Linked DNA regions of Mus musculus: all the other regions are linked to region 3. A link is a contact called in public Hi-C and HiChIP or PLAC-seq data. All regions are on one chromosome and are shown on one strand. Each heading gives the region's core, a stretch centred on a gene start, on an enhancer-like site or on the middle of the called end of the contact. The rest is flanking DNA. Distances are from core to core; before and after follow the strand shown. Region 1 has its middle 17 kb from the start of Gm41534. Region 2 has its middle 130 kb from the start of Gm41534. Region 3 holds the start of Rgmb (repulsive guidance molecule family member B). Region 4 has its middle 83 kb from the start of Gm41534. Region 5 holds the start of Dll1 (delta like canonical Notch ligand 1).

Region 1 (4,732 bases), core at 805-3,304, 390 kb before region 3:
TAGAATGATAAAATGGTGTTTCTCTCTACCGCTGATTCATACACCAGAATAGTCACTGGATCTGAAGCTGGCTCTGAGTCTCCTGAGGACTATGGATCTGTTATAAAAAACAGTACTGCTCGGCTTTATATGGTTTGTCTTTGGTAAACGGCTTCCATTTCCTCTCTTTACTCATTGTGGTGTTTTATTCCCCAATATTCCTTCATGGATTTCCATGCTGGATCTGGCTATCTATCATCTATCTATTATCTATCAATGTCCTATCTATCTACCTCTATCACCCTCTCCTCCCCTCAATAAAAATATTTTTTCTTGTTCAGAGTGTGTTGTGAGAAATATTAAAATGAACAGCAAATTCCTGCGCTACTTTGGGCACGGGGGTGGGGGGCGGGGGGGCCACATGGCTCTAGCCAGGTGTTCTCATCTCAGCAGACTCTCTGGCCCCGGAGTTTCAAATCTTTCCACCCAGCTCGCTAAATTCCCACTGATGAATCGTTATGAGCTAGCCCCATGCTTCAAAATCCCCACGGCCTTTTTGGTGCACATCTGGCAAACCTACGCTTTGCTGCCGAACCTTTCTCTCTTAAACCCAGTCAAACCGTGGCATGAAGGAAAATGCAACACAAACTTTCAGAAACAATGGAAACTCAATCTCTGGGCACAACAACCATAATCCTAATCTTCTAAACCATATTAAATCTAAATCCTCTGTTGGAGAATCTTGGCATATTGGCCATATAAACCGGGAGACACTAGTAGCTACATCTTGCCTCTCGCTAACCCGACCAAAAAAAAAAAAAAAAAAAAAAAGCCCCTAACTCTTTTCTGTTTCCTCTCTTCCTCTCTCCAGCCCAGAAGTCCCACCTACTCTCCCAGGGATTAATTACTGTATTCATTAGGGGATGGGTCACAAGGAGTCACTTGTGTATGTGACTCATTCCTCATTCCAGACAACCCCTCCTAGGAGAATGGAATTAACATCAAAATACAACAGCACCAGGGCCTTGCACAAAAGTATCCTTCCACTGGCTCATACAACTGCAGTTTGTAAATTCCTGTCACCTGTCTATCAAGTTTATTTTGCCCCAACACAAACCTTTTATCATATCATCCAGCCCTTCTGATAAATCTGTAGTGTCAATCATTCATTGCATACAGTCTTTCCCTGACTTCATAGGGCCCCTGGTCCTACTTGGTTTTATCCTGGGCAACCATATTGTCGCAGAACTTTGACTTCCTCCTGCTAATCTTGTATTTCCTCATAGAAGCCTGCCTAACTGTGGTTTGAATATGAAATCTGCCCTTTAGGCTTTGCTGTTTGAAACTTGATCTTCACCTGGTAGTGCTGTTTGTAAAGGTTGTGGTAACTTTGGCAGGTAGAGGCATTAAAGGAAATGTATGGCTGGTGGCCTATACTGAACCTTTAAGACAATAATCACTTGGATGATTCTTACATATTTGTGTTTAGCAGAGGGGAAATTCATAACTTCTGGTAGATTTATATACAACCTTACTTTTGAAATAAGAACTCAACATGATATACATTTTAAACAAATATCTCAAACTGTGAGGTTCCTTAGAACTTTAAACTCCATAGTTCATCTAGATGAAATTTACTTCATGTACTGACTAAAATGTAAATTCTAAATAATTTCACTCAAGACCCACTGCGTTAGATTCTGTAAGGTGTTAGGTCTGGAAACCACCCTTGTTTGGAATTCCCAATGTTATTCTAATTCATACCAAAGTTTGAAACCCACTTTACGGGAGGTTCCTCCAATCCTATGATTTTATGATTCTGGTTTATGACTAATCAGCCTAAATTTTAGTTGGTACACCACATAACTCCCTGCCAAACTTCCTCAACCAAATATAGCAAGAGTTGACATATGCCAAAACGGCGGTAGTCTTTGTTAGTGCCCTTCCTAAAAGCAGCTGGGCCCACACAGCCTTATCCCCAGCTGTCTGGGCCAGGCAGCAGGTGCTGGGATGGCCATCCCAGTTCTATTCCATGTCTGCAGCTGTTTTTGTGAAGCAAATCTGGCAGCACTGCCTGCCCAGGTCTCCAATTTTCCCTTGGGTGGCCCCTGTTTAGTGGGTGGTCCAGCTCAGCCTTAGCTCTGGTGAGCATACATTCCTAAGTTGTAATACCCTGGCCAGTGCCCACAAAAGCCCTATGTGCTTTATGTTTGCATATGTATATGCACACTTTGGATTAGAGTAGTGCTTAAAGTACACTTCTTCCTTAAAATATATTTTTGTGTGTATCTGTGGACAATTATTTTACAAAATATTTTTATACATAAGTCTTAGTTGCAGATGAAAGGGACATGATCCAGGTCTCTCTCTCCCTGTCTCTCCCTCTCTCTCCCTCTCTCTCCCTTTCTCTCCCTCTCTCTCTCTCCCTCCCTCTCTCTCTCTCTCTCCCTCCCTCTCTCTCTCTCCCTCTCTCTCCCTCCCTCTCTCTCTCTCCCTCCCTCTCTCCCTCCCTCCCTCTCTCTCTCTTTCTCTCTCTTTCTCTCACCCCTCATTCCCTCTCCCGCCTTTTCTCCCTCACTCCTTCTCTCCCTCCCCTTCTGTTCCTCCACTTTCACTTTATTTTAACAAACTTAAATCTATTTATTGGAACAGAATTTAAGGAAGCAAACCCTAAATTTTACCTTATACTATGTTACTAAAGTGACTGCATCTAATCAATCCCTGAGTAAAGGGAAAATCCGGTAAGACAGCATTCAAACACAAAGGACATTTCAAGTTATGCAGAGGAGAAAGGGAAAGAATGGGCAGCACACTGGAGTTTTTAGGGTAGTAACAAACATGCATAATATTATAAAATATTAAGAACATTTGTCCAAAGCTGTCTACTATGAAATTCTGATAGGAACCTAATGAATATCAGATGGCAAGGGCATAACATTATAGGCTTAAAGAAAGGAGTCAAAGAAAATATCCCTCTGACATAGAGGATATCAATATTATGGGAGACTATTGTCATGACTATTTTCTCTGAATTCTGAATTTGAACATCATAAGACTTTTTAAAATCTTTAAAGCTTACAAAAAAATCTAAGTTTAGAGGATAAAAACTATGTTTTGTTTGCAAAATTGTGGAAAGATGTGACTGTGAATTATTAAACCTTTCTGTTTAATACAAGCAAAAGGAAAAAGAGGAAAAGGAGGAGGAGGAGAAGGGGAAGAAGAAGAAGAAGTGCATAATAGAGTGACAATATTGAGATGTAAAACTGTTACAGAATTAAGTTAAAACTGAAATGTGATGTTTCTGTTCACTGTGTTTGGGTTATCTGTGTGTTCACATTGTTCTCATAGTTCTTCATTTTCTTGCATAGTAAAGATGAGGCCGTATAAACTATGATAGGGCCAGAAAAAAACTTGTTCAATAGATTTCTGCCACCACTCAAGAATTAACTGATTATTGCTTAATAGATATACAAAATGAAAGGTGCAAAGGTTTAGGTTTCTGAGAAAAGGAAACAATCCTTAGTACTCTGAAAAAAATACATTTTATCTGGCTTGCCTATGCTCTAAAGTGATGGTCTAAAACCCCTTTTATAAGCACAATTTCTGTTATAATCATGTTAGGCCAGATGTTACTGAAAAATAATATCACAAGTCTCTGAAGAAATAGTAACTTGAGAGGAGAGCTTGCCTCCAGGGAGTGCTCTGACCCCTAGACTCAGGAGAGATCGCCAATTTCTCTCCATGACTCTCTAAGGCCAGTTCACTCAGGCCAGTTCACACTCTAAGGCCAGTTCACACAGGCCACACAGGCAGCAGAGCAGCTGGGAAGAGTCCTACAGGCCTACATCTGCACCTGGGAGATGGGGCTGTTCCACAGCCCTCTGTGCACTGGTCTTGCCAGGAAAGAGTTGGTCTCCCAGCAATGCTGACACAGGCTTACAGAATCATAGGAGGAACAAGCTCCAGCCAGAGACAGCAAGAACATCTGACACCAGAGATTACCAGATGGCGAAAGGCAAACACAAGAATCTTACCAACAGAAACCAAGACTACTTGGCATCATCAGAGCACAGTACTCCCAACACAGCGAGTCCAGGATACCCCAACACACTGGAAAAAGCAAGATTCAGGCTTAAAATCATATCTCATGAAGCTGGTAGAGGATTTTAAGGACATTACTAACCCCCTTAAAGAAATAAAGGAGAATAAGCTAAACCAGTAGAAGCCCTTAAAGAGGAAACACAAAAATCCTTTAAAGAATTACAGGAAAACATAACCAAGCAGGTCAAGGAATTGAACAAATCCATCCAGGATCTAAAAATGGAAGTAGAAACAATAAAGAAATCAGAAAAGGACAACTCTGGAGTTAGAAAACTTAGGAAGAAATCAGGAGCCAAAGATGCAAGCATCACCACTAGAATACAAGAGATAGAAGAGAGGATCCCAGGTACAGAAGATTCCATAGAAAACATGGGCACAACAATCAAATATAATGCAAAATACAAAAAGAACTTAACTCAAAACATCGAGGAAATCCAGGGCACAAAGAGAAGTTCAAACCTAATATAGAAAGAAGACTTCCACCTTAAAGGGACAGTAAATGTCTTCCACAAAATTAAAGAAGAAAACTTCCCTAACCTAAAGAAAGAGATGCCCATGAACATACAAGAGGCCTACAGAACTCAAAATAGTTTGGACCAAAAAAGAAATTCCTCTCATCACATGATAATCAAAACACCAAATGCACACACAC
Region 2 (4,937 bases), core at 1,287-3,786, 270 kb before region 3:
ACTAACCTCTTTAGGTTTATGGAAAATAAACAAAAACCCAAAGCAGAGAAATGTAGTAAATACAACTTTACAATATTGTTATCAAGATTCAAAATGTAAAGAAACACATTATAAACAAATATTTAACAAATAATTTATAAGAAATATGGTACTGTTAAACAAATTTATGAAATGTAGGAGAAAAGCATTATAATAATAAGAGAGAGAAACATGAGACAACATTAAGGAATCACTTTTGTTATTTTATTCTAGGGATTATAATTACAGCATTTCTTCCTTCCCCTTTCCTCCCTTCAAGCCCTTCCATACAATCCTTCATCCCTTAGTTCCTCTCAGATGTATAGCCTTTTTTCATTGTTGTTACATGCATATATGAATACACATATATTCCTAAATATAACATGTTTAGCCTGTATACTTGCAGGTATGTATTTGGGCTGACTATCTGGTATTGAATAATCTGCTAAGGTGCTGTCACGTGAAGAAGGCTACTTTTCTGATTTTCAGCATTTCTTGATTGCCTATAGTTCTTTGTGTGGGACTGGGGTCTCATGGGAGTCTCCTGGTCTATTTTGGCATATCTATTTGCTATCGTCTTTGTTCAGCTCACATTTAGGCAATCATATTAATAAGACTTTATACGGGTGTAGCTTCTGATGTTACTAGAAAACATAATCTCGCAGAAAACTCCCAGTGGCTCTTAGAATTCTTCCACCCCCTTTTCTGCTATGTCCTCTGAGTCTTTGGTTTGGGAATGTTTTGTAGATGTATCCATTAGGGTTAGGCTCCACAGCTCTCAATTTTGATTGGATTTCTGTAAAGGTTTCCATCTGTACCTTCTGTACTTCATCTGAGAAGTTTTCTTGATGAGCGACTAAGATAAGGACTACACTTATCTATAGATGCAAGGACAATTATTTAGAATATACCTAGAGAATGTGCTTGTTCAGTAACAGTAGTTGAAGTTTCTTCTCCAAGTCATGGGCTAGGTTCCTAGAACCAGGCATAGTTTTCCTATTGTTAAGTGGATCATAACTCCAATTAAAGAGTTGTTGGTTACAAGCACATATGCACACCTCTACTGCACACTTAGGATCATTATGTCATGGTAGTTGTTGATCATATGCACCACAGAAGAATAGGACTTTTGGCTGATTTCTTCCTTTGAAAAGCTTGTATAACACCTGCTACCATGAAAGTTGGTCTTCATGCGAAGGCATTCAAGTCAGTTCCACTTCAGAAGCCTCTACCTCCAGTGCATAAAGTGCATGATATCTTCAGCAACACGAACTTTTCTTCCACTTCTTGATGTCAGTCAAAGGCAATAGAAATACGCTTTATGTTTTAGAAGTCTCTCGGAAAACCCTGACGACAACTCAATAAAAGGTACCCCATGCCTGGCATTAGAGGTTTTTCATTGGTTGTTCTTTGACTCTTGGAGAGAGCATGGCCAGCCCAGATGAGAAATGTTCATTTTAACTATGCGTGTATATGTATAAACAGAATCACGTAGTGTGTATTTATACACAGAGTCATGTGTATCATAAGCAATTGGCAAAGTCTTGGACAGAGGAAGAGGGGACTAGATCTGCTGTATGTTAGTAGTTCTTACAGTTGTCTAGCTGGCACATTAGGATGATTCATACTTTCTATCATAAATGTTTGAACTTAAGTCAATAAATATAAAGTTCCAGGACTCTACCTAGCACCACACAATTAGTAAATGTTAACTAATCTAGTTTCAAAAAAGAGAAACACTATGTGGGTGGCATTAGATATACCTATGTTATTTTGATTTTTAAAGTTTACATTTTTTCTGCAGGTATTTGCAGAATAGTTTACGTATATCAAATTAACTCTCCTACCAATATAAACTTTGAACAAAATACTTTTAGGCAATTTGAATATACTGAACAAAAGAAAGTATACACTGGAGCTGACAGAAAGCTTGAAGCGAGATTAGCAACAGATTTATTCACTGCTCCCCTGAGCACATTCCTTAGTCTTTCATGGAGTCCAGTGATACAGAACCAGAGAGAAACACTAACCCCAATAGGGTAATGAGAAATAAGTTAAGCTAGTAGCAAAATTCTGAAAACAAGCAATCTACAAAAAGGAGAAATAAATTCTGTGGCTTTTGCCTTCAACCATTGTCTTTTAAATGGCTGCATATATAATTCAACCCATAAAGAAAGCAACAGTTAGATGGTGGGAATTTCATCAGTGACCCAGTCACATTAGAGGAATTTGGAATGACTTCAGACTTCCCATGAAAACACCAGAAAGTCCACAGCTTGTGACTCTACTTAGTATTGAGGATTCTATCTTAGCATGTAACCAGCCTTAAACCAGTCATCCATGTGCCACCAGTGAAATAATAGAATGAAATTCAAAACCTATAGGAAAGAATAAAACAGAGTCTGTATACTTTGTCATTCATCATATCCAAAATAAAATGGAACAATGCTAGACACTGGAAATCTGATCCATAACTGAGGGAAAGGACCATTTATGAAGGCACTCTCCAAATGGTCTGGCTGTTTTCATTAGCAGACGGGGGTTTTAAAGCAGCTGTTGAAAACATATTAAAGGATTTATAGGAAAGGATGTCAGAATGGGAAATCTTGGCAGAGGCATAGGAAGTGTCAAGAAGTTTTGCTGATGTTTAAAAGGAGAGCTTGACTGACGGATATACCAACTAGTAAAAACAGGAAGGACATAAGGTATGTAAGCCAGTTATGTAGAAATGCATTCCTACTTATGGCTGCTGATCCAAGTTTTACTGATAATATTCTTTTTAAAAGCTTCTAGTCTGTATGCTTCATGTTCTGTAGGTCAAGCCTATGAACAGATCCAGGCAGATAATAGCTACTAGCTTCAGTCCAGGCTGGTGACTCCCATGCTTCCATAAGTGAATGAAATTAAATGTTAACTACAGCTCCATCCTTGTCTCCTTGCTTCCTTTATATTTATCCAAAGCTCTATATCTATCTTCCCAATGTTCTTTTTACTAATGAAAGAATCGGTGTGATATAGACGCCTCGGTCTTTTTTATAAAATAACTGTCCCACAAATAATATTGCAAAAGACTTCCAGATCATCAGTATCATAAAGGGTTTTCTAAACAATTAATTCCTAGACAATAGGACAAAAAGCCCAAGATTCATTAGAAAGAATGGCACCAGCTTTTAGCTAGGGGACCCTGAACATATGGGGGGTACCAGGTGATCTACCTACTTTGCAATTATCCAAGAGTGCATGACTAAAATTTAATTGACAGTCCCCTGAGTGGTAGAAGTTGTTATAGTTCAGTTGAAGCTTTAGCATCTGAAGGATGCCCAGCTCTGATAACAGAATTGTTAAAAGAATGATATACTCTAGACTGATGATTTACAAATTATCACATATCATAATTCAATTCTATCATTCTCTGGAAATTCTAAGGTTGTCTTATAATACATTAAAATTTTTCAATGAATTTTATCCAAGTACCACTTAAAGTTCATGCTTTTTTGCAAAATAACATATAGTTCAGAAGAAAACACCAGGATTTGTCTTGACTTTCCTTTGTGTGATGGTAAGGCATGGGGAATTCTGAGTTGGATGTCTAGTAACAGTAATAGCAACAGGTCTGAGAGGCAGAAGATCAGATAGTTTAGGCTGAATCCAGAGGCAACCAAAGTTAAGTTCCGCCTCCTTTCAATTAATCACCGAATGACACATTTAATAACCTTTTGCCTAGCCACATCATTGAAAAGGTTCCTGGGATCTAAACAAAAATTCCCACATGAGTTGCCATGGTAAAAAGAAATGTGTATGACCATTTTCCAAAAGCCATATAAAAAAATCATGTATGAATAACTTAAGAGTAACTACAGAATTTATTCAATGATATTTTCTCTAATTTATTACTTGAAAGAAGAGAAATAGTTAATGCTTTCTTGACAGAGCATACCCCATCCTAAAGATCTATTTTCAGTATTCAAGCTCACAGAGAGTAATTCTTAGAGCTTCAAGGTGAATGCTGGTGAAATCTGGGGAAAATATGTCATCTGTCAAATTCAAATAAATTTCTTAAACAGAACAAAAAAGAAAACGATAAAAGAGTTTATCGGTTCAGTTCTGGCTATATGGCTCAGTGATTGCTGGCTATTGCCTCTAAAGTTAACAATCTTAGCTTCATTGCCAGCACCCTAATGGTAGAAAAGAACTGACTTCTGAGGGATACCCTTTGACCTCTGCATACTTGGTATGGCACACGTGTACACACACACACACACACACACACACACACACACACACACACTATCTAAACTGTCAATTAAAAATTTTTATTAAATTTTTTAAGATCTCATATTAACAACTTAAGTGAAAAGATAACTTAATGTTTACCCTAACATATACAAACATAACTTATTGCTTCATTTGTACAATGCCAAATAAATTATTTAACTTCTAAGGACTGATTAGGATATGACATTTACATTGCTTACATCTATGATAGGATTCCATCCCCACCCCCCCTCCTAATTAGCATGAGTCTTACTAGAGAGCTATTAGCTGAATTGCTTGTTAATCAAAGGAAGATTCATAAGAAGTTTTCCCCTGAACTCCCAGGAAGGTTACTGGCCTACAGCACAAGCTTTCTGATGGCCAGGAGTTCAGTGGGCAAACAGTCTAGGAGTTGCAGATAGCCTCTTGAGTTATTCACGAAGGAGTAGGCATTCTTTCTTTGTCAAGACTACTGCTGTTAGAAATTCGTTATGTCTGTTGCCTAAGTGATTATTCTTGGCCAGCTCCTCTGTTTGCCCATGAAACTTCCAGACCTGTCTGCAGCCAAGCTGACGGTAGTTTAAAATATATGGACACAAAATTTATCAGGTAATGTCAAGATAGTAGCAATTAAGTGAATCAATTTTTAAAATGAATTATGAAAA
Region 3 (4,443 bases), core at 276-2,775:
ACTCTCTGGATTTCCTTTGAACTCGTTTTCAACATTATGCTATGCAGCAGCTTGTCTTTGTGTTGGTAGAAGGAGAAGGAAAAACACAGGAGACTAGGCTTTAGTTTCTAAATTAAAGCTCTGCTGGGCTGATTGCTCAAGTGGCTTTTCAAAGGCAAAACAAGTGGGGACATTAAAATTCCTGTTTCTGTAGGACCACTAACTGAGCCCAACACCACCACCGCCACCTTTTGTTGTTGTTGTTGTTGTTGTTGTTGTTGTTGTTGTTCTCAATACCAAATAGAGCAGGTTCCAGTGTATCTTACAGACACCTTAAACGGACTCAAGGTATTTTTGTTTGGTTTGGTTTGGTTTGGTTTGGTTTGGTTTTCTCCCCAATTTGATTGGTATTTAGAGAAGATAACGGAAAATGAAATGCAAAAATCCAGACAGGGAATATGACGAGGGGTCTTTTGTTATTGAATTTCTGAACCTGGGAGTTCTGAGTCCTCAACCTTCCACATTTTTCTTGATAGTGAACCCAAGGTTCAGAAGTTAAACCCTCGAAGTCCCGCCCTTTTTTATACTACCCTATGCTGCCCCTACCGTTAGATGGAGAAACTGCAGGTAAAGGTTAGTGGAGAGAAGGCGATCTGGGGAGGATAAGGATTAACTAACTACCTGAGCCCAGATGCTTAGAGTTTTGTCTTAACTAAAGAAAACAAAACAAAACCGCACTCTTGTTCTAGAATGAGTGAGCTGCCGCTAACTATCTATGAAGCTCAAGAATCACCCTGGAGGTCTTTAATGATAAAATATTAAACTAAAAATAAGCCAGAAATTACAGGTTTATTTTTCACTAAACAGACAATTGAAATACATGGTACAAAAATAAGTGGTAAGATTATTGTAAATTGAAAAATGGACAGAATAAATATTCAATTTAATTTTCCATCTATGAGAATTTCACAATAAAATCATAATTTACTTTGTATTATTAAAAAAAAAAAAAAAAGAATCACCCTGGAGAACATAGCTCGATCTCCCCTCCCCCATCTCCTTCCACGGGATGCAAAGGACGTCGTCCTGAAACATTTCCTGAGCCAGTTCTTTTACAATACACTTTCTCATTTGGGTCTAAGGGGTTTCTTTCTACCCTTTCTCTCGACGTGAAGCCAAGTCATATTGGCACCTCAGGTGGACAGGAACGATAACCCTCTTGTGCTCGCACACGTCCAGAGGACCATCCCTGTCACCTCCTTCACAGTTACACGCAGTAGGAAGACCCTAGAGGATAGTTGGAGGGACGTGCTTTTGAGGGCACTGATGGACAGCTATAAAAAGCGAGGAGAAAAATCGAGGGGAGGGGGGTCTGTTGCCGTCGTGGCGGCGCGGAGTGCGAACACCGCACGCGTCCGGCTGACAACAGGCAGAGCCCGCAGCAGGACCGTGATGAGCCGGGTGGGTAAAGGCAGCGCTGCGGGCCCGGAGGGCGGCGCAGAGGGCGGCGCTGGCGGCGTGAAAGGCGCCTTTGTGCAAGCCGGTGTGTAGGACCGCGGGAGAGGAGAGAGCAGGACCTGGAAACGGGGAGAGGCGTACCACGCTCCCTGCCGTCGGGTCTCCAGCAGGACAGTAGGGTAGAGCGGTGGACTGGGGACCGGCGCTGCAGAGGTTGTCTGCCTCTGTGGCCGTGGGGCAGGGGTGGGAAGAGAACAGTTTGGAGGAAGTTGGGGAGAGGGACCTGTCTCCCCGCCCTCTCCGCCTAGGTGACAGAGAGGCCCCGCTGGCTGGCAGGGTGCAAGCACTGCCCCGGAGCTCACTCGGGAACCGGCATCTGGAGAGCGGCCCCCGGGTGGAGCCGCCCGCCTGCCGCCCACCTGGGGCAGAGTGGCGGGCGCGGCGTGGCCTCCCTCCTGCGCCCCGGCCGCGTGGCTTGCGGCTTATTTTCCCAGCTGGCAAGCGTCGCGCTGCAGACAAGGGAATGCCTGTGGTGAGTTGTTTATTTTGTTGAAGTTTGCGGTGGGCCCGGAGGACGGTGGGGGGGGGGCGAATAGCAGGCAGCGGCCGGGACTGTTTTGTTTAGGTCTTGGTCCACCTGTGTGGTATAAATCTGCCAGGCTCCGGGCTGTGGGGTCCAGGGTGAGAAAGCCCTGGCGTTCCAAAAGCTCCTGGCCACGTTTAATTTGCAATGCCTGGAACCGACTAGAGTCTAAGGAAGGCTGCTCCCCAACCCCCAGCTTTCCGTAGACGCTTCCCCTAAGGGACAGTCGCCTCCTATGACCTGGGAACAGCTGGCCACTGAAGTTTCCCCATTCCCTTCCCCATTCCTCGGGGGTAATGGAGCTGAAGCTTTAATGTGAGAGGAGCCCAAGAAAACAGAGACAAACTTATCGTGGGGGCGGGGGTGGTGTGAAGTTCGTTCAGGGGTGTTGGGTCGGACTGCTTCTACAAACTGGGATCCTGTGTTGGCCAATTTCCCAAACTAGACTGGTGAAAGGCTGGCTGGCTCCTGAGGGAGCCCATAGGAACCCCTGGGGCTGATGTTAGTACAGCCTCGGCTTCGTTTGCCTGGAAGAAAAGCCTAAATACATTAGTGAGAGGGTAAAGCTTTTAAGGCCTTCTTGGGAGTGAGTGGCTGGCTAATGAGAGGTTAATTTTGTTTCGAAGGGAAGGCTGTGCTGGTTTCCTGAGATAAATGGACAGGAAGCACATTACCTCCAAGCACTGGCAAGCGGCTCCCAAATGCTTTTTGCACCTGCCGCTTCTAGCCCTGAGAGCCAGAAGCGAGCCCTACTGGAGTCTGTTAGGGATCAAGGGGCCGGGGATGCAACCCCTTGCACTCTCCGTGGTCTCTCTCTCTTTCTCCAGGGGCTCAGCGCTCACACGGAGCCCTGGGGCTCTTCTCTTACACCTAGGTCCTGCGTGTTCCGGAGCTCGGGGGCATCCTGATCCCGCTGAGCCCCTTCCAGGTGCAGAAGGGTTAACAATGATGTAAGTACAAGCCAGGCGCTACATGCTGCTGGACTCTGGGCTATTCCAGCCCCTTATTTTCAAACACTGTGGAGCAACGAGCAGCAGGGGAGCCCTTACTCCGGAATGGGTTACACAAATAGCTTATTGCAGACTTCTCTGTCCTGGGTGAGCTGTTAAGCAGAGACCCTCATGTTAGGTTTCTGGGTTTGGAGATACAGTACCTGGGGAACAGTTAAGACACTATGTAAGGATTTGGGAAATGAAACTGCATCATGTTTAGAATCTATTAACGTTTCTGGCATCCGTTTTAATTACCCAATTGCATGCCCATGGTGTAGTATGCTTTGCTGGGTCTCTTAGATGCACTGTTCTGTTCTCACCACTCCTCGAAAACAAAGGGGAAGAGAGAAAGAATGCAGATGGCAAGACACAAGGTGGATTTGGGGGTTGCTCAAGTTTCCAGTCATCTCACTTTTTTTCCTAATTAAAATGTAAAACTTTTATAATCCTCACATTTGTTCTAGCTTCCTCCCTGGGTTTTTCTTTGTCCCGTCCCAAATTCTGCTTTAACCTGATGCATGGGAGCTTTGACGAGTGGCCACCCTATAACCAGCCATTCAACATGCTCTTGGTTTCCAAGCTGATTTCAAATCTTGCTAACTAACATCCAGATTCACCCCAGACTGTATCAATGAACCCGATGTCATGAAAATAGGAACCACCTTGTACTTTATTTTTAAAAAAAATAGCATTTTCCTCTAGCAGCTGAACACTTCGCTGTAATAAAAAGTGAATTGTTAGGCATACATGTCTTAAGCTTGTCAAATTTTACAACAGAGGTGCAGTAAAACACCTTAAAGATGATTCTCCTCCCCCACCACCACCACCCCAGTTTTTTTTCCTTGATATCAGGATTTGAAGCAACTCGAGGGTGCCCTCTACTGATAAGAATATCTAGACCCCCTTGTATTTAAAATATATATATATATATATATATATATATATACATACATATATACACACAAGATAGTGCAGAAAAAGCGAAGTCATCAGCAGAAAGACTCCAAATTGAATGTACTGATCTTTAACCTTTTGTTTATATGAGATGTAATGATAGCCTAATGTACCTTTGGGGATATAATTAAATATTGAGGTAAGAAAACTCTACACTTTGCTGTTAATCAGCTATCTAAAAGCACTTAAAATCTTTGTATAAGAACATTTTGCCTGCATGTGTGTCTGTGCACCATGTGTGTGTTTGGTGCCTGTGAACGTGAAGGGGTCTCGAATCCCCTGGAACTGGAGTTACAGACTATCGTGAGTTGCCGGTGGGCATTGAGAAGTGAACCTAAGGTCTTTTGGGAGAGCAGCCACTGCTCTTAACCACTCAACCATCTCTACAGCTCCAAGCTAAAAGAACTTTTAAGAAGAGCATCATGTGATCACTCTTTAAAAGAAAGATGCTTATTAATATTTTCTGAACTGTGTTTC
Region 4 (4,577 bases), core at 1,828-4,327, 320 kb before region 3:
CTGTGGAGGTGGACTTTGAAGTCTCATATGTTCAAGCTAGGTCTGGGATGGCAGTCTCCTTCTGTTGCCTGTAGATTAAGATGTAGAACTCTCAGCTTCTTCTTCAGCACCATGTCTGCCTGCCTACTGCTCTGCACCTCACCATGGTGATAATAAACTAAACCTTTGAAACTGTAAGCCAGTTCCAAATAAATGTTTTCCTCTATAAGAGTTGCCATGGGAAATTTCCTAAAATTTCCAATAGCTCATGTTCTAAGATCAAGAATTGATAAATGGTACCTCATGAAACTGGAAAGCTCTGTAAGGGAAAGGACATAGTCAAGAAGACAAATCGGCAACCTACAGATTAGGAAAAATTCTTCACTAACTCCACATCTGATAGAAGGATAATATCCAAAATATATAAAGAACTCAAGAAACTAACCACCGAAACAAAACAAAACAAAACAAAATAAAAACAAAACAGCAACAAAAAACCAACAACAACAAACCCAATCAAAAATGGGGTGTAGAACTAACCCGAGAATTCACAACAGAGGAACGGCACTTAAAGAAGCACTTAAAGAAATGTTCAAAGTCCTTAGTGATCAGAGAAATGCAAAATCAAAATGTCCCTGAGATTCCACCTCACACCAATCAGAATGGCTAAGAGCAAAACCTCAGGTGACAATACATGTTGGAGAGGATGTGGAGGAAGAGGAACACTCCTCCATTGCTGGTAGGATTGCAATCTGGTACAACCACTCTGGAAATCAACCTGGAGGTTCCTCAGAAAATTGGAAACAGATCTACCTGAAGACTCAGCAATACCACTCTTGTGAATATACCCAAAAGATACCCCACCATGCCACAGGAGCATGTGTTCCACTATATTCATACCGGCCTTGTTTGTGATAGTCAGAAGCTGGAAACAACCCAGATGCCCCACTACAGAAGAATGGATACAGAAAATGTGATTCATTTACACAATGGAATACTACTCAGCTATTAAGAATGAGGACATCCTTAGTTTTGCAGGCAAGTGGATGGAACTAGAAAATATCATCCTGAGAGGGGTATCTCAGACCCAAAAGGATATGCACAGTATGTACTCACTAATAAGTGAATATTAGCCAAAAAATAAAAAGTATAGAATACCCAAGATACAGTCCACAGAACTCAAAAAGGTCAAAAAGCTGAAGTGCCCAAGTGAGGATGCCTCAGTCCCACTTGGGAAGGAGAAGAAATCAGTCACAAGGTGGGAGAGAGGGGGAGACCTGAGAGGGAAAGTTAACAAGTGGACGGGGTAGGAGGGGGCGAAAAGGGGAACATAATCTATTATTGGGTGGGGGAGAAGGACTGAAGGGCCAACAAAAAGAATGGAAACAGACAACCTTGTGAGGTAGGAGGTTAGGGTGAACCTTCAGAATGCACCAGACACCTGGGAGGTGAGAGACTCTCGGGACTCAAAGGGAGGGACACTAGATGAAATGCCCTACAGTGGAGAGAGGGAACTTGCAGTGCCCACCTCTAACTCTGACCCATATATGTTCCTGTCTAAAAGAACTGCTGAGATAGAAATGGAGAGGAGCCTGAGGAAAAGAAGGTTCAGCAACAGGCCAAAAGTGGGATTCAGTTCAAGGGGATGTCCCAAGGCCAGACACTATTACTGAGGCTATGGAGCACTCACAAAAGCTATTATGACTGCCCTCTTAAAGACCCAGCAAGCAGCTGAAAAAGTCAGATGCAGATATTTGTACCCCACCAATGAACGGAAGCTACTGACCCCTGTGGTTGAATTAAGGAAAAGCTGGAAGAAGCTGGGGAGGAGGGTGATCCTGTAGGAGGATCAGCAGTCTCGATCAACCTGAACCCCCGAGATCTCTCAGACACTGAATCACCAACCAGGCAGCATACACCAGCTGATAGGAGGTTCCCAACACATATACAGCAGAGGACTGCCGGGTTTGTATTCATTCTGAGAAGATGCACCTAACCCTCAAGAGACTGGAGGAAGTAGGGAGTTTAGAGGTCAGGTAGGGTGGGTGGTGGGTGGTGGGGACATCCTTGTGGAGACAAGGGTGTGGGGAGGAGGTATGGGATTTGGAACAGTCAGAGTGTGGACTGGGAGGGTAATGAAATCTGGAGTGTAAAAAATAATTAAGTAATTAAAAAGAAATTGAAACTGAAAAAAAATAAAGAAAGAGAAAGTTGGTCATGGTGTCTCTTTGAAGCCATAGAAACCCTAACTAATACACTGTCAAAAGTTAATATTTTTATTAAAGCTCAGAAATTTCAAGTTGTACATTTGTAAGATTCCAAACATCAAAATCATATACACATGCACATGCAAATGCATACACACACTAACAGGACATGCAATTTGAGGTTTCAAAGAGTGATATCTCTTATGTATGTTCACATACATCAGTTCTCCAGGCCTGCTTCTCTGGAATTCAGATACTGGAAGAACCATTTGAGTTGATATTACACTTAGTGACCTGTAAGTGGACTGGCCATTTAATTTGAGTTTTGTTGGGCAGTGAGAACAGTTAGTAATGGTTCTGGGACAAAGAGGACCCACCAAGGATGCTCCAGGAAAGGCCCTATTTTACTGCCCTTATTAAAAAAATAAGACATTCCAACCCTAGAACATATGATTATTTAATTCTTTGCCTTTTTTCTTCTGTTACTGATGAAATTCTAACACCGCAGCCTAACTTAAATGAGAAACGCTATTAGCAAAGCTCTTAATTAACTCTTCTATTAGCAAATAATTAATTTTACAAAATAATTGGTTTCATTATGTTTTCCTGCAAATATATAATGTATTTATGTCACACAACCCCGCCTGCATTAATCACTAAGCTGTTTAAGTAGATTAAAATATCTCAGTTGTGTCTATGACCAAACATTTGCTTATGTTCTGGTCTTTTCTCTACAAAAATTCCCTAAAAGGGAGTGCTTTTACTTGCCTAGGGGGGTTGGTTGAATTTCCCCATGTGACACCAAAATAATTAAGTCCCAAACTGCTTTGTGAACAGCTCTGTCTGGAAAGCTGCCTCAGTTCACCGCTTTATTTTGGAGTTGACACAACCATGGTGGGTGGTATTGAGAACATCTGTTCCCAGGATTCCCAAGGAACAAAGTGATGAATCACTACTCCCCCAAAAGACTTCAATTTTACTTGAGGTCTTAAAAGTCCCAGAAGATGTTTTAAAGATTCACTTCCAGGATGTTTGCAGTAAACAATGAATGTTTCGTGACCCAAGACTGACGAGAACAGCCATATTACTCTAGGGAAACGGGACAATGGGGCTTCATTTCCCTCTTGTTTCCCTCAGAACACTCATTACTGGAAAGCTCCGGAGAAGTCTGAGATTCATAGACGTTTTCTCTGGGTTGAGGTTGTTGCTGAGTGTTCAAGTAGCATGTGTGAGGTCCCAGGTTCAAGCCCTAGCACTAAAAGAAAAAAACTATCATCCATAAAAGGAAAAGAAATGTTGCTGTCTGCTGTCCAATCTCTCCTCCAAGCAAAATTATATGTGTTTTAAGAAAAGTTCAGTAAAAGGATTTGTGATTTCTCCCTGCTTCTGAGAAAGTTAATATAATCCATGAAAATAAGAGGTGCAACCCAACTATGGGTTATGAATCTAAGAATTTCATTTGTTTGTTTTTTTAAGTCAGATGCAAATATCTTGTGTGAGATGATTGTCTTTGTACTGAGTTTCAAAAGTAAAATCAATTCATCCATCCTGCTTAGATTCTAAGGATTTGGAATGGTTAAAACAAAACAGGAACCTTTCCTTATTTTAATCATGTGCGTTGGCACTGGAGGTGGCTCAGTGGTTCAACTGACTGCTCTTGCAGAAGATTCAGGTTAGAGTCCCAGCATGATCATGGTCATTCAAAACTTCAGTTCCATGGGATCCAATCTTCTCTTTTGCCCTCCTCTGGCACCAGGCACATAGGTGGCACACTGACATACAAAACACTCATACACATAAAATAAAAAGAAAATTTAGAAAATTTAATGAAATTATGTCCTGGTCTCTGTTATAGTTAAACTGTACACAGCATCATTTATCCGATGAAGCATCAAGCCCTTATCTGATGTGGACGAACAGCAAAATGAAAATAAAATAGACATAAAAATCACTCTTACTCACTGTTGCTGTTTTTCTTATAATGATCATTTCTCTGGAAAGTACTTTAGTGTTAAGTTAGCCTATTTCTACCACGCCATACCTCCCAGTCCTTTGTGGGTAACTATAATCAGAAAGAAAATTTTTTATCACCTTATCTTTGGTGTTAACAGTTTAGAATAATTTCATATTGATATATATAAAGTATTTCCAGTATCATATGAATTGAGTTTCCTCATTTTATTATCTTCTGGTAATATAGCTCATATAGCATGATCAATCATTAATATTTGTACAGCACATTTGTGTGCATGTGTGTTTGCATGTATGTGCAGATATGTGTTTGAATGAGTATCCATGTGCCCTTGTATATGCATGTGTTTGTTTACCTGTAGAGGCCAAACAGCAGCCTCAAGTGTCATTCCATAGATGCACTCGTCCACCTTTGTGCAG
Region 5 (5,056 bases), core at 240-2,739, 460 kb after region 3:
CCCTCCCAATAAACTCATTTCCCTTAAAAAAAAAAAAAGAAAAAAAAGAAAACAAAAGTTCTAGTGTCTGATGGATGTGTAAAAACCTAATAAGGTGACGGTTGTGTAAAGGTTATGTGTTGGGGGGTGAGGTGGGGGGAGTCTTTCAAACATGTGCCGGACATTGTCGCAGAGGCCGCGGCGTGCGCGGAGGGGAGCTCTTTCTCTCCGCATTGTGCAGAGAGCAGGTGCTGTCTGCATTACCATACAGCTGAGCGCACAAAGAGCCACTGATTCAGCCTCGCACAATAACAGACTGCCTTAATGACAGCCACGCGAACGACACACACCAAACTCACTTTTTACCAAGCAGAGGGAGGCCTGAGGGGAATACCCAGGAGAGTGGGACCGGACACCAGTGAAGGTGGTGTTGGTTGAAAATCTCCCGGGAGAGGGTGTGTACACCGGGAAAGGGGTAAGCTTAGCTTTTGGCTCTGCTGGCTCAGGGAATACACTATCCGGACCCCAATTCCCCATTTCCAGTGATCGTGGACAACACGGAGACAGCAGCGCTCCGGGACACTGCGGTGTCTGGGGGTGTCCGGCCCGGATCGCTAGCCCATCGGCACTCTCCGAGGCTCAATCGCCAGGCTTCACCAGAGGTATAAGCGTGCCTAACCTCCCCAAACTTCCCAAACTGCCGGGGTGCTCTTGCCACCCTTTGCCCACCTCTTCAAGGGTCCCTTTCCTACCGGGCACCCCGCCCCCGCCCCCTCCGGGAGACTCCTCCTTAGAAAGAGGCTGCCAGGGAGGAGGGGCAGCAGCAGGGACGCGGGCCTCTAACCTCTCCCCGGTTCCTCAGTCCCTAGGACTGAACAAACGAGGAGAGCCTAGGCGGCTAGTGTTGGAAACGCCAAGGTCCGGAGGCCGCGTCCTGCGAGCGAGTCTAGCGGTGACCGCGAGTGGGAGGCTCAGGCCGCCCAGCGTGCCTAGGGTCTTCGGGCCTGTGGCGGTGGGGCGGTGGGCGACGCGGCCTCAGCTCCAGCTCCGGGAGCAGAGCGGTTCGTCTCCGGGAACGTTTTGCAGGAATGTAAATGAGCGGGTTTTGCGCTGGGGGAGGGAGGCGAAGGGGCGAGGGCGGAGGCAGAGAGGACTAGGGGGCGGGGAGGTGGGGGGCGGGGAGGAGGGTTGCACATTTTACAGCTCACTGACCATTTGGCGATCCATTGAGAGGAGGGTTTGGAAAAGTGGCTCCTTTGTGACAGCTCTCGCCAGATTGGGGGGCTGCTCATTTGCATCTCATTAGTTATGCGAGCGGCCGGCAGGATTTAAGGGTGGCAGGCGCCAGCCCGGGCCAGATCCTCCGGCGTGCACCCGCGGTTACCCTGTCTGACCAGGGCAGGTCACGGGAGAGCACCGGTGCGGCACGGAGCCTCCCACGCTTCGGCCTCCGGTCCTCGGTGTGTGTTCTCGCATGGCATTGGCTGAATTCTTGAGGAAGACGCGAGGCTTGGCGATAGTGCAAGAGATACCGGTCTAGAACACTCTGGGAGCGGCAGCGGCTGCCGAGTGACGCCGGGCCGGGAAACCAGGGCGCGCGCCGCAGTCCTTGCCACCACCGTTCCCACCGCGCCCCTCGGGGCCCCGGATTATCGCCTCACCGGTGGGATTTCCAGACCGCCGCTTCCTAATAGGCCTGCGAAGGAAGCCACTGCAAGCTCTCTTGGGAATTAAGCTGAACATCTGGGCTCTCTTCCCTCTGTGTCTTATCTCCTTTCTCCTCTTTCCCTCCGCGAAGAAGCTTAAGACAAAACCAGAAAGCAGGAGACACTCACCTCTCCGTGGACTGAAAGCCAGACGAAGAGGAAACCGAAAGTTGTCCTTTCTCAGTGCCTCGTAGAGCTCTTGCCGGGGACCTAGCTGAAGGCACCGCACCCTCCTGAAGCGACCTGGCCCTGATAGCACACCTGGAGCCGAGAGACGCCTTTCCGCCAGTACTCCTCGGGTCATATAGACTTTCCTGGCATCCCTGGGTCTTTGAAGAAGAAAGAAAAGAGGATACTCTAGGAGAGCAAGGGCGTCCAGCGGTACCATGGGCCGTCGGAGCGCGCTAGCCCTTGCCGTGGTCTCTGCCCTGCTGTGCCAGGTAGGGGGCCGGGCGGGGCTGCTGCGCGGTGGAGGGAGGGGAGTCGGACCAGCCGATCAGCTGTCCATCCCCAAGTGACTCCGGCAGCGACGACCCCGAGAGCTGCCCGGCAGCGGGCAGCTCCGGATGGGCGCTGAGGTGCGCTCGGCCTCTGCGTCCTAGCAAGGGCCCGCGCGCCCCCGGGTCCCTCCGCCGCCGGCGCGACCTCACGCCCCTTCCCCGCGCAGGTCTGGAGCTCCGGCGTATTTGAGCTGAAGCTGCAGGAGTTCGTCAACAAGAAGGGGCTGCTGGGGAACCGCAACTGCTGCCGCGGGGGCTCTGGCCCGCCTTGCGCCTGCAGGACCTTCTTTCGCGTATGCCTCAAGCACTACCAGGCCAGCGTGTCACCGGAGCCACCCTGCACCTACGGCAGTGCTGTCACGCCAGTGCTGGGTGTCGACTCCTTCAGCCTGCCTGATGGCGCAGGCATCGACCCCGCCTTCAGCAACCCCATCCGATTCCCCTTCGGCTTCACCTGGCCAGTGAGTGGGCACCTGCGCGCACTCGGCTGGGTCTGGAGGGGTAGGGGTGGCTGGTTGGTGGTTGGCAGTGGGAAGAAGGCAAGGGCCACTGATAAGGGTTGGGGAATCCCACAAAGACACGCCTGAGGTCTTGACTTCTTACTGGGAACTGACTGGCAGTTGAGGAGGGGGTGTGGAACCCCAGAGGCTTTTGCAAGCCCTGGGCATTTCTCACACACCTCCTACTTACCTGAAAGGTCGAATGCTTCCCTCCCCTACCCCCAAAGTTGGGAGAGTTCTTGTCCCCTAGCTCTTAGGCCTTGGTTGGGTTGCTACCAGTGCTGGGGCTGCTCTCCATCCTCGAGGTTCCACCCCCAGAAAACAAATGACAGCTGCCCTCTCCTCTTCCTGCACCCCACCTTGCTCCATCAAGTACTCTCCCCCCTTTTTAAAATACAATTTCCTGTATTAACATGTTTTTAAAAAACCAAACCCACACACGGTGTGTGTGTGGGGGGGGACACTCTTTAAAATTCTTCTAATTAAGGAAAGTGATAGGAGTTGACCTTCATTGGCACAACACAGAGATCTGAGAGCCTCTGTACTTGGTTCTCTTTAATGCCTCTCCTCCTCCTCCAGCTCCTCCTCCTCCCACTCCTAGTCTCCCAACTCCTCCTCCTCCCCTTCCTCCTCCTCCACACTTCCGGTTATCAAGCATCTTCTCCCCTTTCCCTAGGGTACCTTCTCTCTGATCATTGAAGCCCTCCATACAGACTCTCCCGATGACCTCGCAACAGGTAAGACTCCAAGCCCCTAAACTATGCATTCTCCCCATTGATACACAGTTTACCCACTCAGCCCAGGCCTCTTACCTTCACTCTGCACCTGGAGTTCAGAGAAGAAGGGTCCTTGGCTTGACAGCATCCATACCACTCTCTCGGTTCCTAGCGTCTAGGTGTTATCATTACCAACCTGAGCATCTTCTCTCTCAGAAAACCCAGAAAGACTCATCAGCCGCCTGACCACACAGAGGCACCTCACTGTGGGAGAAGAATGGTCTCAGGACCTTCACAGTAGCGGCCGCACAGACCTCCGGTACTCTTACCGGTTTGTGTGTGACGAGCACTACTACGGAGAAGGTTGCTCTGTGTTCTGCCGACCTCGGGATGACGCCTTTGGCCACTTCACCTGCGGGGACAGAGGGGAGAAGATGTGCGACCCTGGCTGGAAAGGCCAGTACTGCACTGACCGTGAGTCCTCTGGAGAATGACCCCTAAGGGTCCATTTATGGGGAAAGACACGAGGCTTTGCAACAGGAGATGGTAGAGATGGCTCAGTGGGGAAACTGAGGCCTAAAGAGCAGTGTTTTGCTAAGGCCGTTGGCAGTTAGGCTGGATTCTGGCATTTTAACAAGGGAGACCTTGTGTCCACTGTAGGAAGCTGCTTTTCTTCACAGGGAGGAGTTCAGAGACAAGGCCAGGGGTCAGGAAGTAAGGCTGTGCTCTCCCTAGGGCCTTTGTATTAGAAAGGGAAGAGAGGAAGGAAGGGAGGGACAGAGCGGGGATGTGGAGGGCTCATTTTCCAACAGTTCTCCTTGCTGCAACAATGTCCCATTGGAAAGCCCTCCCTTTCCTCCACAGAGTTAGGGTGCCTGACCTGCCTACAGAAATCTGTTTCCAAAGATTCCCTGGGGTGTACTCTGTGTGCCCTGTCCTTCAGGGAATCCTTCAATCCTTGGGATTGTGGAATGCTAGCAGGTGTGCTGAGGCAGAGTGCAGGGCTACATGGCTGAAGGGCACCTTGTCTTGTCTAAATGAAGAAAGGCAGTAGCTGATGTCCTATAATCTTCTTGCAAACCAGGGTACCAGGGCCACAGGGAGGACTTCTGCTCTGGTTCTGGTCTGTTTGTACCTCAGGGGGCCTCTCTCCAGCAATCTGAGGCCTCATCTGCCCAATCTGTAGGAATGGCATTTCCTTCCAACGTCAGGGCCTGGTGAACTTTTGTTCTTCTGCCCTGCAGCAGTTGAACATTGGACTCTGTGAGGCCCAGAACCTCTGTTCGTGCCTGGGGGAGGATATCGAGTCACTTTCTAGCTTTAGTTTTTGCCTGAGGATGATGGGTCCACACTTCAGTGAGAGCCTGGACATATTGTTGCCTAGTTTCCCATATCCTTTGAGCGCCCCCCCTCCCGTCTTGGCCAAGAATTTGGCTGTTTTCTTAAGAACTGGAGTTGCTGATCATTAATGAGTTTCATAACTGGGGAAGTGAGCCAGCTCAAAGCCTCAGCCTGTGGCCACCCCTGCCCCCCTACCCCTTTGGGCGCCTCTGACCTCCCACAGTAGCTTTCCTCTCTCAGGGCCAATAGTTCTGGGGTGGCTAGAAATCTAAACTTTTCTTATTCAAACACTGGGGTCTCTCCCCGCCCCTACT

The links. Hi-C and Micro-C count contacts between places; a contact is called where the count stands out from the background. HiChIP or PLAC-seq counts read pairs in DNA pulled down with a chosen protein or histone mark.
Region 1: a Hi-C map of myocytes shows a contact between it and region 3, with 8 times the contacts expected there. The contact joins the enhancer-like site here to the promoter of Rgmb in region 3. A contact is called at or near these places in 4 of 39 promoter capture datasets (cranial neural crest, embryonic stem cells, frontonasal cranial neural crest and 1 more), 9 of 484 Hi-C or Micro-C datasets (the C2C12 cell line, cortical neurons, embryonic stem cells and 3 more), 19 of 115 datasets of contacts at active chromatin or transcription factors (the NIH/3T3 cell line, astrocytes, craniofacial prominence and 12 more) and 2 of 9 other capture datasets (adipose tissue and embryonic stem cells).
Region 2: a contact with region 3 is called in an H3K4me3 HiChIP or PLAC-seq map of neural tube, with 4 times the contacts expected there. The contact joins the enhancer-like site here to the promoter of Rgmb in region 3. A contact is called at or near these places in 5 of 39 promoter capture datasets (the 3T3-L1 cell line, hippocampal neurons, liver and 1 more), 1 of 484 Hi-C or Micro-C datasets (the 3T3-L1 cell line), 11 of 115 datasets of contacts at active chromatin or transcription factors (the NIH/3T3 cell line, craniofacial prominence, embryonic basal ganglia and 7 more) and 2 of 9 other capture datasets (adipose tissue and pancreatic islet).
Region 4: a Hi-C map of uterus shows a contact between it and region 3, with 2.6 times the contacts expected there. The contact joins the enhancer-like site here to the promoter of Rgmb in region 3. A contact is called at or near these places in 6 of 39 promoter capture datasets (cranial neural crest, embryonic stem cells, hippocampal neurons and 2 more), 5 of 484 Hi-C or Micro-C datasets (embryonic fibroblasts and uterus), 17 of 115 datasets of contacts at active chromatin or transcription factors (the NIH/3T3 cell line, astrocytes, craniofacial prominence and 13 more) and 1 of 9 other capture datasets (adipose tissue).
Region 5: a FOXA1 HiChIP or PLAC-seq map of pancreatic cancer cells shows a contact between it and region 3. The contact joins the promoter of Dll1 here to the promoter of Rgmb in region 3. A contact is called at or near these places in 1 of 484 Hi-C or Micro-C datasets (embryonic stem cells), 1 of 115 datasets of contacts at active chromatin or transcription factors (pancreatic cancer cells) and 2 of 9 other capture datasets (adipose tissue and liver).

The regions. Positions count from the first base shown.
Region 1 is chr17:16,216,068-16,220,799 of GRCm38.p6, reverse strand. No RefSeq gene overlaps it. Among named protein-coding and RNA genes, the nearest start is that of Gm41534, 17 kb to the left of the region's middle. Within about 2 kb of position 2,054, at least 16 of the 459 cell types and tissues checked have an H3K27ac peak or open chromatin away from gene starts, as enhancers often do. A contact at or near this core is called in muscle stem cells, myocytes and neural tube, where this site is marked.
Region 2 is chr17:16,099,385-16,104,321 of GRCm38.p6, reverse strand. No RefSeq gene overlaps it. Among named protein-coding and RNA genes, the nearest start is that of Gm41534, 130 kb to the left of the region's middle. Within about 2 kb of position 2,536, at least 1 of the 459 cell types and tissues checked has an H3K27ac peak or open chromatin away from gene starts, as enhancers often do.
Region 3 is chr17:15,828,147-15,832,589 of GRCm38.p6, reverse strand. Rgmb (repulsive guidance molecule family member B) reads left to right here and starts at 1,525. Exons shown (of 5, transcript NM_001372257.1): 1 at 1,525-1,969; 2 at 2,895-2,970. The coding sequence starts at 2,966.
Region 4 is chr17:16,150,206-16,154,782 of GRCm38.p6, reverse strand. No RefSeq gene overlaps it. Among named protein-coding and RNA genes, the nearest start is that of Gm41534, 83 kb to the left of the region's middle. Within about 2 kb of position 3,077, at least 1 of the 459 cell types and tissues checked has an H3K27ac peak or open chromatin away from gene starts, as enhancers often do. A contact at or near this core is called in uterus, where this site is marked.
Region 5 is chr17:15,372,256-15,377,311 of GRCm38.p6, reverse strand. It overlaps Dll1 (delta like canonical Notch ligand 1), which reads left to right and starts at 1,489. Exons shown (of 11, transcript NM_007865.3): 1 at 1,489-2,125; 2 at 2,353-2,646; 3 at 3,362-3,422; 4 at 3,618-3,875. The coding sequence starts at 2,072.